Regions from separate parts of the Mus musculus genome. Here region 2 is linked to region 1. The links are chromatin contacts, called in public ChIA-PET maps. All regions are on one chromosome and are shown on one strand. Each heading gives the region's core, a stretch centred on a gene start, on an enhancer-like site or on the middle of the called end of the contact. The rest is flanking DNA. Distances are from core to core; before and after follow the strand shown. Region 1 overlaps Cdon (cell adhesion molecule-related/down-regulated by oncogenes). Region 2 holds the start of Pus3 (pseudouridine synthase 3).

What was found. ChIA-PET counts read pairs in DNA pulled down with a chosen protein or histone mark.
Region 2: an RNA polymerase II ChIA-PET map of memory CD8 T cells shows a contact between it and region 1, with 27 read pairs. The contact joins the promoter of Pus3 here to the enhancer-like site in region 1. A contact is called at or near these places in 1 of 39 promoter capture datasets (macrophages), 1 of 484 Hi-C or Micro-C datasets (cerebral cortex), 3 of 115 datasets of contacts at active chromatin or transcription factors (effector CD8 T cells, embryonic stem cells and memory CD8 T cells) and 3 of 9 other capture datasets (adipose tissue, embryonic stem cells and pancreatic islet).

What each region holds. Positions count from the first base shown.
Region 1 is chr9:35,492,601-35,500,053 of GRCm38.p6, reverse strand. All of the region lies in intron 17 of Cdon (cell adhesion molecule-related/down-regulated by oncogenes), which reads right to left. Among named protein-coding and RNA genes, the nearest start is that of Gm1113, 22 kb to the left of the region's middle. Within about 2 kb of position 4,388, at least 46 of the 459 cell types and tissues checked have an H3K27ac peak or open chromatin away from gene starts, as enhancers often do. A contact at or near this core is called in effector CD8 T cells and memory CD8 T cells, where this site is marked.
Region 2 is chr9:35,555,116-35,562,568 of GRCm38.p6, reverse strand. It overlaps Pus3 (pseudouridine synthase 3), which reads right to left and starts at 4,009. Exons shown (of 5, transcript NM_023292.5): 1 at 3,836-4,009; 2 at 3,052-3,266. It overlaps Ddx25 (DEAD box helicase 25), which reads left to right and starts at 4,099. Exons shown (of 12, transcript NM_013932.4): 1 at 4,099-4,231; 2 at 4,818-4,884; 3 at 5,140-5,187; 4 at 5,668-5,803. The coding sequence starts at 4,169. It overlaps Hyls1 (HYLS1, centriolar and ciliogenesis associated), which reads left to right. Exons shown (of 4, transcript NM_029762.1): 4 at 465-1,748. The coding sequence ends at 1,395.

The DNA.
Region 1 (7,453 bases), core at 3,139-5,638:
CAACAATTCTGCCAAGTATTAAAGCAAGAATGAGAGAAAGCAAGCTGAGGATGGAAAGCGCTTATTGCTCTTGCAAAGGACCTGAATTCAGCTCCCAGCACCCACGTGGTGACTCACAACCACCCATCTTATCAGTTCAGGGGAATCTGACTTCTGGTAGACAGTGACAATACGGAGGAGGTGAAGGTCTCCAGGCTGAAGGAAAATGAGTAACAGCAGACGGAAGAAAGAAAATGTAGACATGAACAAGTAGCTACAGAGGGTGGGGTAGAAATTTAGAATTGCTATTGCCTGCTGATAAGCATCAATTATAAAGCCTTGGAGGATTTTAACTATTTTAGAACAAAAACATACTTTTAAAAAGACCATAAAGAGATCATTAAAGGAAGAAATAAGTTAAACTATTCTAAAGTATTTGTACTATATGGGAAGTAGGATGAATTAATTTTCTTTCCTTCTTTCTCTCTTCCTTTCTCCCTTCCTTCCTTTCCTTCCTTCCTTCCTTCCTTTCCTTTCTTTTCCCCTTCCTTCCTTCCTTCCTTCCTTCCTTCCTTCCTTCCTTCCTTCCTTCCTTCCTTCTTTCCTTCCTTCCTTTCCTTTCTTTTCCCCTTCCTTCCTTCCTTTCCTTTCTTTTCCCCTTCCTTCCTTCCTTCCTTCCTTCCTTCCTTCCTTCCTTCCTTCCTTCCTTCCTTCCTTCCTTCCTTCCTTTTGTGTGTATGTGAGTTTGTGTGTGTTTTTGTGTTTGTGTGCACACACATGTGCCCACATCTGGAAATCAGAAGACAACTTGCTAGAGTTGTTTCTCTCTTTCCACCTTATGGATTCTGGGAACTAAACTTGGGTTGCCAGGCAAATACCTTTGCCCCAGAGCCTATCTTGCCAGCTTCTTGTGTGAGTTCTAACACATATCAGACTCTGGTTAAAGTTATGATACCTGGTGCCAAACACATAGTAAACGATGCACAGCAGGACTTAAAAATGTAAAGTAAATAAAAAATGATTAGCATTAAAAATTGGGCTTTTGTATATACCTTTTCTCAAGCAAGTAAGTTCTTACGGAACAGCGTGAGGCTCATTAGTACACATCTGTTCTCACAATCCATACCTAATGTGAGGTAAGACATGGATATTAAAGCTCGAGGGCCTGGCACACTTACACTTTTGCTGTTTGTATCACAACGATAGTTATTCATCCTTGTTCAACACTGACTTGTGACTAGATACTTTTTCTAACATCTGTTGGTTTTAGTGTTAGCTGGCTTAAATGTCAATCTCTAGGAGGTCAGCAAGGACTGTCCTCCATGTCACAGAAGCACAGCCAGGCACTGGACCTCGATGATGCCACACGTGCTAAAGTGAACTTCTAGCTCTTGCTTCCCTTTCTCTGGGAATCTGACGGTAATGTAAGGTGCTAGGAGCCTGAACTCAGAGGACAAAGAAGGACCAGAAAGAAAAGTTCATGTAAAAGAATCGAAATTCAGCTGAGGGTAAAATAAAGAGCATACTTGCCAGGATCTGGGGGGAGAAAAAAAAAGCAAGGCAGGTCCCTATAAATATAAACATTACAAATAAAATGAACTCATACAGCAACTGTGAAGGAATTTCATCATGCTGAAATAACAAGATGCCGGGGACTCACCAGGCAGAGAGAGGCCTCTTCTTCCTTCTGGTTTCTCTTGTCTTGTGCTCTTCTTTAATTTAAAGCAAGCTGTCGATGGGATTTCTGAGTGAAGTCTAAGGGCTTTTCAACATCATGATTTCTAAAGAACATCTCTCAGAGTGGCACAAAGTTACATCCACGGGACAGGACTGGTGGCCAGCAGCACAGAAGAGCAAGGGCCAGCTTCTACAGGGAGACGTCCATTGATGTAGGCTAACGTGCCAGGAGCACATATTAAAGACATTTAGAAATGACAGATTCTTGGCAGGAGAAAGTATAACTTCCTGTTAAGTATTCTTTAGTATCTACTTTTCAGGTGAGTAGACACTCCTTTGAACTGTACCTCTCCCACATCAGAGGTCAGAGTAGGATGGGTGGTAACATAACTTACATTTGTAAAGTAGCTATGACCCAGATTTCACCATGATAAACCACAATGATTTAAAATTTTCTAGTACATTGAATCTTAACTCAGAATCTGCAATTAACCACTTAGCTAACCAAACGCAAGCAATTGCATGGCCTCCCTGTTAGTATACTTCCAGATGTCTTTGTCAGTAGAAAAACAGCTTGGACTCGGGCTGGGCATGTGGAGATAAAAGCACATGGTCCAGAGAGGGATATGAGCCCTCTTCTGAATGTGATCAGGGGCAGCATGAAGAACCGAGTCTGTTGCTGATAATGCTCTCAGACAGTTTCTAAGGCAATAGCCAGAATATCGGTGAATATGTAAATTAAGAGAACAAATCTCCACAGAGTAAGAAAGAACAGCGCATTCCTTAAGATTTTTAGAATGCACTTTGCAGTTCACACAACTCATAGTTCATCTCCGCTGTTTCCTCTGGTCACTGCTAGCTCTCTTATTGGCTGTTCTACTCCTTGATTGTGGGAGCAGATACATTTCTGTACAACAGAACCCTCATGACCCTCCTCCATGACCATGATCTTTCTCACTGTCTACACAGTTGGACTCTGTGATGAGCCCAGCATCTCGGTGGGACTTTCCTTTAGAAATTAATTTATCAGTTACTTTTCACAAAAGGTGGCAGTAAGTTCTGAGAGACAATAAATGATAGATTACATTAATGAACAAGGCAAACAGGCCTACAAACAGTTTATAACTTAAAGACCAAAAGCAATACTCCATGATAACAGGCCCCAGTCTCTATGTTAGAAATAAGAAGTGAATTGGGTGTGTGTGTGTGTGTGTGTGTGTGTGTGTGTGTGACATATAACCTTTCCAAAAATGATGGTATTGAACAGTTAGAGATGTATCAGAGATTATAAACATTGCTGCTAAAACAAAACAAAAAACCAAGAAAACAACAAAAAAGAAAAAAAAACCCCAAAAATAAACATAAACACACACACATTTTATAAAACTCCAAACCAAAACCAAACAAAGCATTGCTGCTATATAATTCCCAGCATCAAATCAGAAGGCTCACAACTGCCTGTAACTCCATCTCCTCAAAGAAGACAGATCACCATAGGTGAAAGAAAAGCCAAACCTTGGACTTTGTGCTTTCTTCCGTTGGCACTATGAATAGTTAGTTCTGAAGTTGCTAAGTGATCAGAAATAAGAGAAGGATTGGGTTAAGAAAAAATAGCCTGTGCAGAGGAGAAGTTTAAGTATGCTAGACAATTAACAACCACCTGGGTCCATCAAACCCTCTCTGGAGACTCCTATTATAACTTAATATCCTCGCTTCATCTCTGCATCCCATTTTCATCTGAGCACATCTGACATGAGCCATGGAAGGGCACTCACAGACCGAGAACATACAGACATTTAGGATTATCACTACACAAAACCTTGGCAGCCATCTGTAATATCTGATTTTCTAGGCACCACCCCCAGTGGCTTTCTTTCTCTTGATTACCAGCCATTCGGCCTGGACTTCTTTTCCCAGATGAACTATAGATATTTTTCCACGCTGATTTTGACTTCCTGCCCATTTCCAGTCTCCCTAGGACCCTTAAAGTTAATCTCTCATTCTTTCCTGATGGGACCTCCATTCACTCATCTGTGAATTTCATCAGTGTCTTCTCTACCTTCTCTTACAAATTACCAAGACTGATGGCAAATAGACCCAATTTAACGTCAATTCCTTCCCATTAGACTAGCCAAGCAGCTAACAAACCACATTTGATTGCATATCCAGAACTGTACTGTTTTGTCTGAATTGAGGAGAAGAGAAAGACAGAAAGGATTTGATTTATTTGATTACAAGCTGTTTAACTCTTGAAATGTCAAACAGCACAACGTTTTCTCAATTATGTCTTTAGTGGAGGGGGTGCTGACCAGCACAGTGGTTTCTCAACTACATTCTCAGTGGAGGGGACTGGCTCCCTGGAGGGCTGCATTACACAGGACTCTTTCTACAGGCTACTAAAACCCTGAGAAGAGAACACAGGAAGCCTGATAGTCATTTACATACCCTAGGCTGCCCTGGGAGGTAACAATTCCCCCTAGACTGCTGGACATGCTGTTCATCTTGCTTGTTCAGGATTTTTTTGTTGTTATTGCTGCTTGTTTGTTCATTTGTTTGTTTGGGTCTAGCTGTCTCAACATAGTCCTGGTTGTCCTGGAACTCACTCTGCAGACCAGACTGGCTTCAAACTCACAGAGATCCCTCCTGCCTCTGTGTCCTGAGTGCTGGGATTAAAGATGTGTGTCACCACATCCTGTCTGTCCCCAGTCTTTTCATAACAGTACTCCACTTCCGTCATTAGAGTTAACCTCAGTATCCTGAGTTACTGCTAAAACAGAGCGATGAGAAAAGGGATTCATCAGGGCTGAACAACAATTGGTTTCTTAACTCTAAGAAACACAATTTGGGTTTTAAACCTGAGAAGACAGAGGAAGTGGAGGAGCAAATTACAGGGCAGGCAAGACGATACAGAAAGATTCTAAGGAAGCCCTGCCCTGTTCTTAGGCACCCATGGAATAACAAAGAAAATTCCAGGGCTAACCCCCGAATCATCTCAAACAGCACCAGCAGGGCAAGGGGCATGTTGTGTCCTAGTTTTCTGTCTCCTATGCTGTCTCCTAGTGAGATGCTTGCACCAGGTGACCCTTTGCCCAGCTTCTTCCACAGTGTCTTATTTATAAAATCTCATACCCACAATGCCTCTCACTTACCTTCTACACTGTGCCTACTGTGTTCTTGAAGGCATAGTTCTAGCTGTCCAGCTGCTTACAGTCTTTGACTAAGCCTCAGTGGATCTGGATGGCTTGGTTCACTATGGCATGAGCTGCTTAGCTCCCTCATGACCTCCGGCGGCCATCAGAGCCCAGGAGCAATGGTGTCAAGTGACAGAAATACTGTCCTGAGACTGTGAGCCGGGAGATACATTTCCCCACTTTGCGGGGCTATTGTGGATTTAACTCAGAGCTTTGCACACAGCAGGCAAGTGACCCACCACTGAGTTTTGTCCCCAGCCCTTTGGGGTTTTTTAAATTTTTATTTCTAAGACAAAGTATCATGACATTGTCCAACCTGGCCTTGAACTCACTCTGTAGTTCAGGCAGGCTTAAACTTAAAATCCTCCTGCCGCAGGTCTGTGCTGCAAGGCTTGTCTCCTTTCCTTCTTTAAAACTGTTCCTCTTAGGTGTCTGTCACAGAAGTGTTAGGCTGACAGACCAGATATCCATTCTCAATCACAATGTCAATCACAGCGTTGGAAATGGGAATTTAAAGAATTCTAGTTTCTGGGAGAGGATGGTAGCTACTCATTAATACTACTCCATGTGTGTTTGTGTGTGTGTATCTGTCTGTCCCTGTGTGTATCTGTATGTGTGTGCATGTGTATATATGTCTCTCTGTGTGTCTATGTGTGTTCCTTCATCCAGGAAGAACATTAAGCTAGAGAAAAACACAGCTGAAGAGAATTCACCTGTTTCCAGATAGCAGTGAAACAAACTTGAAATTCAGGAAGTTACTAACCTCAAAACCAAAGAAATACAATTACAATTTATAATAAAACCACCGGATTCTACACAGATGTGCATACAAATGGCCAAACCGAAGCTGCCAGCGGTCATTTAAGTTCTCTTAAAGAAACATGATCTATTTTGGATGCTGAGACGGAATCTCATCATAAAGATATTTTATGAAATTTTATATTGTACTGTGATCAGTCTTCCAATACTTGAAACACACCTTCGCTGTTCAGATGAGGATGCTAACTCTGAGATCCCGTGTACATTTCCCAAGATTACAAGTTGAAGCAGTGACAAAACACAGGACTACTTATTCTTAGACCAAATTACAAGACTCTAATTTGTAAGGAGAGCTGAGGTCTGTGACTACCAGAAGAACCACAAAGGACAACTCAAGACACAAAACCTCTGCCTACCACTGTTTCATTAAACCACCTGATTACCACCAAGTATGTGAGCCAGCTTCATGAACTTCCTCCCTGTGGTTTTTCCAAAAAAGATCTTGCTAGGTAACTTAAGTTGACCCATGGCAATCTGATCATCTCAGAGTCTCAAGTACGGATTTACTCGCAAGAGTCACCACACCTAGGTTTACAAGTTATTTCACACGTTTCTTAACGACCTGTGACAGCTCTGAACAAAGCTGCAGCTTTGATATATGAACATTTTCAAAATGAGTGTCACAGAACTAAAATACTCTTAGTACACAAAATAGCCAGCCAGCAATTGCTAATATATAAGCCTTTACATGGTAAGTCAATAACAAAAAGTAGCAATGATTTACTGCTCTGTTCTGAGAATTTCTAAAACAATGTGTTCTTTGTTTTCTGAGACAGGTCTCCGTGCATAGCCCAGGCTTGCTTTCATTCCAGCCCGCTCAGCTTGCCTGCCTTGAAAGGACGAGCTTTAGACTGCATGACTGGCTAGATCCTTCTGACGTCACTAACTCCCAGCGATAACACTTAACTCTTCCTTCATTTAAAAGCTACAGATTGAACCCCTCTGGATAATATATGATCCAAATGTCAAGCCACCCTCAGCTTTCTTATGGACTAAGCTTTCAAGTTAAAGGATTTCAGCAGTGGGATGGGTTTTTAGAACTATGTAATTCAATATCATCATTACGGAAAAGAACTAAGATTTCTTATGCAACTTCAACAGTCCTTTGGAATTGATATGTACAGAAGTATATGAAAGAGCTTAGAGTCCGCACCCCCACACCATGCTGGCCTTGAACATAGAACTTCCAGCCTCAGACTCCCAAGTAGCTGGGATTACAGGCTTACACTATTAGGCCCAGCTTTTTTTATTTTTATTTTTTAAAAATCAAGATTCTTATCCAAATATCTGCTATAGGAAATACTATTAAAGCTTTCTGCTATTCAGTGTGTCAAAGCTGGTAAATTTTCATTTGCTTGTGTTTGAGACAGGGTCTTACTATGCATCCCAGACTGGTCTTGAATTTGTAATTCTCCTGATCACAGCTCCCAAAATTTGAAACTACAGGTTACTGAGACTATAGACATGTGTCACCATGCCTATTTTCTGTTGCTTTTAAGTTCCACATGCACACATGTGTATCCATACCCATGAGCACACACACACACACACACACACACACACACACACACACAGAGACACACAATTTTGTTGTGGTTTTTGTTTTGAGATAGGGTCTCTCTATGTAGCCTGAGTGCCCTAGACTCACTCAGTAGACCAGGCTAGCCTTAACCTCACAGAGATCACCTGCCTATGTCTGCTAAGTACTGGGACTAAGGGCATACACCACCATGCTCCAAGTAAAAATTCTTAGGTATCTTAAGATTTTAAGAATTAAAGGAGAAAGA
Region 2 (7,453 bases), core at 2,760-5,259, 63 kb before region 1:
GTTCGGGTTGTATCACTTAGGAATAAAAGCAAGAACTAAGTGTAATTCAGACTGCCTGAGCTACAATTCCAGCTCTGCTATTTACTAGCTATATACCTTTTGGAAAGTTAACTTCTTGGAGCTTCCTGTGAAAAGGAACTAAGCCTAAAATATAAGGATTACACAGATTAATAAAACACCTGAGAGTAAGGCCAAATAAATAAAGCATTCTCTAAGCATATTATATAATGTTCACCAAGCATCATGATCCATCCATTAAATGTAGTCTCAAGCTTTACATGCAGAACTCAATCATAGAAACCACTAAATGTGTGATAAGGCAATAGAAGGTGTAAGAAATGAGTAGAAATGAGTGTAAGAAATAGATATATCTCTACCACAGCTATTTGCCATTTTCCATTCAACTAAGATCAAGACAAGCACAAGCAATTAGGTAGAAAACTGACCAATATTATCTCTTACAGACAAGCTTATAGTGTACCGGAAGCAATGAAGCAACTGATAGGACCTGGTGGACAAAAATGGGCCAATATGGATCCTGAAGAACGAATGTTAGCTGCTGCTACAGCATTTACACGGATCTGTGCAGGGCAGGGTGAAGGAGATTCACGGAGAGAAGCCCAGGCTGGCCAGTATGATCCCTACAGTAAAGCCTCAGTAACCCCAGGAAAGAGACCGGCTCTTCCTATGCACCTGCACTTCCCACATACAGCAAGCCGTGTCACTTCATCCACGGTGTCAGAGACTTCCCAAAAATGCAGAAAACCAGTGATGAAGAGGAAGGTGCTGCGAAGAAAGCCAGACGGGGAAGTGCTAGTGACAGATGAGTCTGTTATCAGTGAATGTGAATCTGGAACAGAAAGTGATTTGGGTCTCTGGGACTTGAGACACAGGTTCATGAACTTACAGTTCCAAGAAGGTACAGAATCCCCAGTTGTCACTTCACAAAAATTTAACCTACCATGTGAATACCAAGGAATTTCACAAGAAGATCAGCTCATTTGCTATCTACAAAGAGAAGAAATGGACCCTCCTGTTTATGAACAAGACTTGATTGTTGCCAGCAGACCCAAGTCCTTTATTCTCCCCAGACTGGATCAGTTAAGCCGAAACCGGGGCAAGATAGACCGAGTAGCCAGATATTTTGAGTACAAAAGAGACTGGGATTCAATGCGGTTTCCTGGTGAAGATCATAGAAAGGAGTTACGCTGGAGTGTCCGAGGGCAAATGCTTTCCCGAACAGAACCTCCGTCCAAGCCTCAACATGTGTATGTTCCAAACAATTACCTGGTGCCAACTGAGAAGAAAAGATCTGCCCTTCGGTGGGGTGTGCGTTGTGACCTTGCAAATGGTGTCATGCCCAAGAAGCTTCCCTTCCCGCTTTCTCCTTCTTAAGTCTTTAAAAAACATGTCTCTCCTACCAAAAGAGTTAGGATAACCTAGTTCTTTATCTCTCCTTCAAATATAATTGCCTTGAAAAGCAGGCAGAACACAGAATAAGGACTTCACTGGTTCTTCCGAGGGTTGTTGGTATGTCACATAGATATAATACACCACTTGAATTTCTAATTCTCAAATACAGCAATTGTGAGGGGGGTGGAAAACTACTGGAATTTGGATTTTGTCAAAGTAAGTGCCATTTTGAAACAACTTGTAAACTGTGGTTTGTTTTTTGGGTTTTGTTTTTTTTTTTTTTTTTTTTTCTTTTTTTAGGATTAAGCTAATCTATTAAAGAATTTTGGAAAATGAGGAGTTTGAACCTTGTTTTAAATACTTCCCAATATAAGAAGACCTTAGATCTAGGCTGTGATTCTCCCTCTGATCCAAAAAAGGTTTTGTTTGTACACAGCCTGACATGAAGACAGATACAAAAATGAACTAGACTGGGCATAGATCTTGAGAGTCCAGTAAGGAGTAGCTAAAAATCCGTTTTCTATTTCAAGCACTAAACTTAGGCCTGAAAGCAGAGTGCTTGTTCAAGAAGGAAAAACACTGAACCATGATCAGCACTGGCAATTACTAGCTGCTAAAACATTTTCTTACCATTTAATGCTATCGATAGAATACATTTACCCAGTTCCACCCATTGCTAGACACATCAAGAAGAAAAATAATCGGGACTCGACTTAGTACACTCACTCCACGAAAGTAAAAACTGCAAACTCAGTGGTGTATCAGAGCCAGAACTATGCCACAAATGCCTGGGAATACATAGTAAGTGGTACAAATATGTTGTAAATCAAACAGCCAGATTTGTCGTACATGTAGAGCACGGGGAATAGTTAAAACTCAAGTCTTAGGTGCAGGATTAAAAGTCTATCAGCTTTTCAAAACATTTGAGTGGGGACTTCAAAGTTCAAATAACAAAAATCAAAAGGTTTTTCAAGTGTTCCAGTTGACTAAGTATCCCTATAAGCATGAATTGGGCTAGGTAAATCCAGTCACCAGGCAGATTATTTTTAAAGTCATGACTCCCAAGACTCTTGGCCCAGTACTGTTTGCTCCAGCACACTAGGTTTATAAGTGAAATTCAGAAGGTTGGCAGATACAGTGTGGGGGTAACCAAATACCCACAAAGGGAATTCCTGGGCGCACCAAGCTTTCACCCTAAAATAGCACGCCCTAAATGTACGAAACTTCTTTAAATGTTTAAATGTATATGGCGAGGGTACACATTTCCTTTGTAATAAAGGGTTTGAGACGCGCTACGACCATTAATCAACTCTGAAAAGAATTGTGTAAAACAAAACCCAAAGTTTCCCGCCACCCCTTCCTTCCATAGCATAATTAATGGGCTTCCACTGTTCATATTTGAGCAATTTTGATGTAGTAGAGGCCCTCTAAACTAGTTACAGACTCTAAGCCCCGCCGATGGGATTTCCTAGCTGCTAGAAGTTCCAGGCACGACACGATATGCGTTGTCCTAAGTCCCATTTCATACACCAAGGCCTTCTTAAACACTTAAATACCAGGGCAGAAGGTAGCAGTTCAGCCTCCATCTGTTCATTCCTCTCTAGAACTCAAAGATGCCCAACTCAGAGTTTAACTCACCTTCCGGTCCTCAGTAGGCGGCCATGCGGCTAGCCGGAAGCTATGGCTTTCCGTCTTCAGTAAGCATGCGCGGCTTCACCAAGCGTGCGCCGACGGTTCTGGGAAATGTAGTTCGGAAGGCACGGTGTGGGCTTTTAGCCGAAGCCCACCGCATGCGCAGGTTTCTGATGCAGCTTCCTCTTTACCGCAAGCCAATACGAGAAATATAGTCTGGTCTAAAATGAGAAAAAAAGATTTTCAAATGCTGGCTATCCTATATGAAAACTAAGAGATTGAAGATCCTGTCCCAACATCGTTTAATTAACAGAAATTTAACCTTGAGAGTCGAAACATTTACTACTAGAATGTAAATGTAAGGGTTAAAGGGAAATGCTTTGACCTGAAAACACTGAAAGATTGCGACAGAACAGGGCCAAGGAATTCTGCTTCAGCACCACGGAGAGATCATGGCTCCAGTTTTGAGTTTCTGCTTTTGACAATTATAGAAATGTTGCCCCAAGTCTTAAAATTCCAGTCAGAAAACTGAAAATCCTGGTTCTTTGGTCCAAACTTAGCATAAGGTTGGACCAAAGAGCTACCCCAGAGCTGTGCAATACATGTCATAGATATAGATAGTGGTGGTCCAGATTGCTTTAAAAGGAGACCCCTCCTTAGAATAAAAATTAAAATATGCGTGTATGTGGGCACATCACAGGTATCCTGGACACATGTCCGCACTTGAGTTCTGTTTTCCTTCTGAACCTCTGGTCAAGCCCATCTCTCCCTCCACTGTGCAACCTCACACCTGGTGATGCCCAAGCGGGGCTGTCGGGAGAGATACCCGCACGAGAGCCTGCAGCGCGGTGTGTGTACCGCCTCCGTGCCCACTTTCTCTCTGCTGTGCGGATGGCCGGCTGGTCAAACGGAAAGCTCGCGGGTGTCCCGCACAGCTGCGCCCCGCACCTCTCTCCCTCCGCCCGCCCCGCGCCGGGCCCGCGCCTGCGCACTGCGCCGCGCCACGGGTGGTCGCGAGGCGGACGCCGGTCCCGGAGCCTGACCATTGGCCACTGAGCCGAGCCGGCGCTGCCCCGCGCGGGGGTGGCAGCACGTGCCAGGGGCGAGAGCGGAGACCGCAGCTATGGCGTCGTTACTTTGGGGAGGCGACGCCGGGGCGGCGGAGAGCGAGCGGCTGAACAGCCACGTAACTGCCGCTGAGCAGGGGAGGGCCCAGGGGCGGGGGCTAGAACAGGGACTCCCGAGGGAAGTCCCCTGGGAAGGGGAGCGCCCGGCCGGCGTTTAGAGCGGGGTGTCAAGTGATGGGGGGTGTCAAGTGATGGGGGGCTGGGCTGGAAAGGCCACAGAAAAGGAGACTCCCAGAAAGGACCGACCTTTGATTTGAAAGGGCAGAGACCCCCTCAGGAAATACAGAGAGAGTGCGCAGCTGCTAGTCCTATCTGTACTGAGTTTTCTCCTATCCTGGTTTTGACCATTTAGCAGGCTTCTCATCTTCATAGCCACCTTCCCCTTGTAGTTGTAAACCACCCATCACCCAGATGCTGCCCATATTCAAACTAAGAGCCCTTATAAAGAGAGACTATGGAAGCCCCCATTCTATTATATGAGAATTCATACAATTACACAGATTCTTATAATGAAATCATTAACCCTTAACATTGCAAAGGAAGCAGTTTGAGGTGGTCTTCCCTCCCCTTGCTGTAGGATAGCGCCATGCTTCTTGCTTGATGTCCTGCTTCCTAACCTTGGTTGAATTTTGTGCCTTTCAATAGTTTTCAAATCTCGTCCATCCCAGGAAGAACCTTCGTGGTATTAGGAGTACCACAGTCCCAAACATAGGTGAGTGTTGTTAGGCTAAAGCAAGACTGGCTTAATTAACACCTTTGCTTTCCCCATGTATCTGCCATGAAATAGCTTTGGCTTCCTTCCTCTCCACTGAAAATCCTCCACCTCCTCAGGCACATCGCTTTACTCTTGCAGGAGATGGCTCTGTTTGCATACACTGTAGCGTCTGTGAGACGTTCTGAGAATGCATTGTATGTTTCCACTCAACATTTTTCTTTATGCTTCTTATTTTCCCTTTTACCCTCATAGACGGCTCTCTTAACACGGAAGATGATGATGATGATGAAGACGATGTAGGTAGGAGACAAGCTCGACTGAATGTACCTATTAGCTCTGCTGCTTGGTTTACCATCGCTTTGACTGTGCTAAAAGGATTAATTTCCTTGGGAAAGCACTATCTTTGTTTTCTTTTTGAATGAATACTATGGGGGGGGAGTACTGAATTAGGAGGGGGGTGCATTCCTTTAGACTACGTTGAAATGAAAACTGCAAGGTGTAGATTAAGAATTTTCGGTTTGGCTAGGAAGATATTGCAATTAGATGTCGGTCTGCACGTGGTCAAGGGTTTGCACAACAGAGCATAAGAAACTGGGTCTTGGTAAAAGGAGGGAATCCTCGGTGCTGTGGCATTCCTTCTCGGACTTCCTTTTGTCAGGAAGATGAGAACAAGCTGCTGTTGGTTGATATGTACTGTTGCTCAGTAGGAGATAACAGTTAATTAGCTGTCATCCGGGAGGTTTGATGTCCTCTTGTGATTTTGCCTTTTTTTTTTTTTAGTGGATTTGGCAGCCAATTCACTCTTAAACAAGCTAATCCGTCAGTCCTTAATAGAATCCAGCCACCGAGTGGAAGTCTTACAGAAGGATCCCAGCTCTCCACTCTACTCGGTGAAAACCTTTGAAGAGCTACGGCTGTGAGTATCTTAGCTCTTAGTGTATGTGGATGCTTATGCAAGTAAACATTAACAGCCTACCATGCTAGTTACCCAAACCCATCAGCATCCCCCCTTCGTTTCCTAGCACGCCGTATTAAAGTAGATCCTATAGTTTTACATTGCAATTAAAACATATCTCAGGGAATACTCGGATACCTAAGTTGGCTAGGTATCCTGAGCACTTTTTGATAGAAAATATTTTAATCTTGCAGAAGTTGGGGATACCCAATCGAGGACAGAATCCAGACACAGGCGTTGATGGCCTGAGCATGATCCCCTTAGCACTTCTTAAAAAGTTATAAGCTTTTGCTTTTCTAACCATACTTTATTTCAAATGGTATTAAAATGAGTAACTTTCTCAAATGAGTTTTCATCCCCTAGGGTTAAAATTGCCATGAAGAAAATATATTCTAACAACAACAACAAAAGGCCACAGATATGTGAGGCCAAACCAGGCTTATGTTGCCTGCCGTGTATGAAGGCAGAATGGACCTGGCTAGGTAGCAGCTTGGCCAACTATCCAAACGGCAACTTTAGACAAGCCTTTTGCCCATACCTCAGGCCCACTGGCTTGAATGATGAGCCTGTGAGTGAGTGTGGACAGCCGCTGCGGCACTCATCCCAGGGCTTGGCTGTAACTCAGTGTTACTTATACTTACTTAGCACACACTTTTGCTTTGTAGTAGAGAAATGGCTTATAAATCTGGAAGATGTCTTCATTGATTATGGAGGATTGGATTTCTGATTCTTGTTTGGCCTTTGTTGCGAGCTTCTCAATCGGGAACGCCCACTATTTGGTTTCCAAGAGAATGATATAGTAGCATAGGAACTTATATAAAGGAAAAGATCCAACATCCCAGTGCCCAGACACTTTCTAAGTGAGAGAGAGGCCTGTGATTAAGACGGGGTTGCCAGTCATCCAACAAATAACATAGCAAATTAGGAACACCCAATGTAGCCAGGCATATGGCGGTGCTTTCCTTCGGTTGCAACACTTGGAAGGCAAAAGTAGGTGATCTCTGTGGGCTCAAGGCCAGCCTGGTCTACAGAGACAGTTTCAGGACAGCCAGACTGGCTACACAGAGAAACCCTGATTGGAAGAAGAAGAAAAATATGAGAAAAGAACACCCAAATGTATGAGTGACTCATGAAAGGTGTAAATGTTCTAGCCCATTTGGGCTGTGCGCATTCGGACATTTTGCAGAGGAGTACAGGAAAAATGCATTTTAAAGTTCCTGCATCAGCAATATGGGATTATAGGGTATGGAGTCAAAAAGAAACCATAAGAGTCGCCTCAATCATCCTTTTCTTTTCTGAAAATTTCTGTCATTCATAAAAAGGAATTAAACCACAACTGCCACTTGGTGTCCCAGTTTTGTGGGAAAATAACACTTGCTGTAAATGGATATGTTCCTTTCATCAGAAGAATCCTCTCCCCCCCCCCAACCCCCGCCAACCATCTAACAGAACGTTTGGCTTTCACCCCTTACTCCTTCCCTTGACCCAGGCTTCTAGCCTAGTTTATTATTTTAGTAGTCCAACTTAGAGGCATGACTGTATATAGTTGGGAGTAGGGTTGATGTATAAATAATGTATTTCTAAGTATGACTTCCAGTGCTTATAGGACGT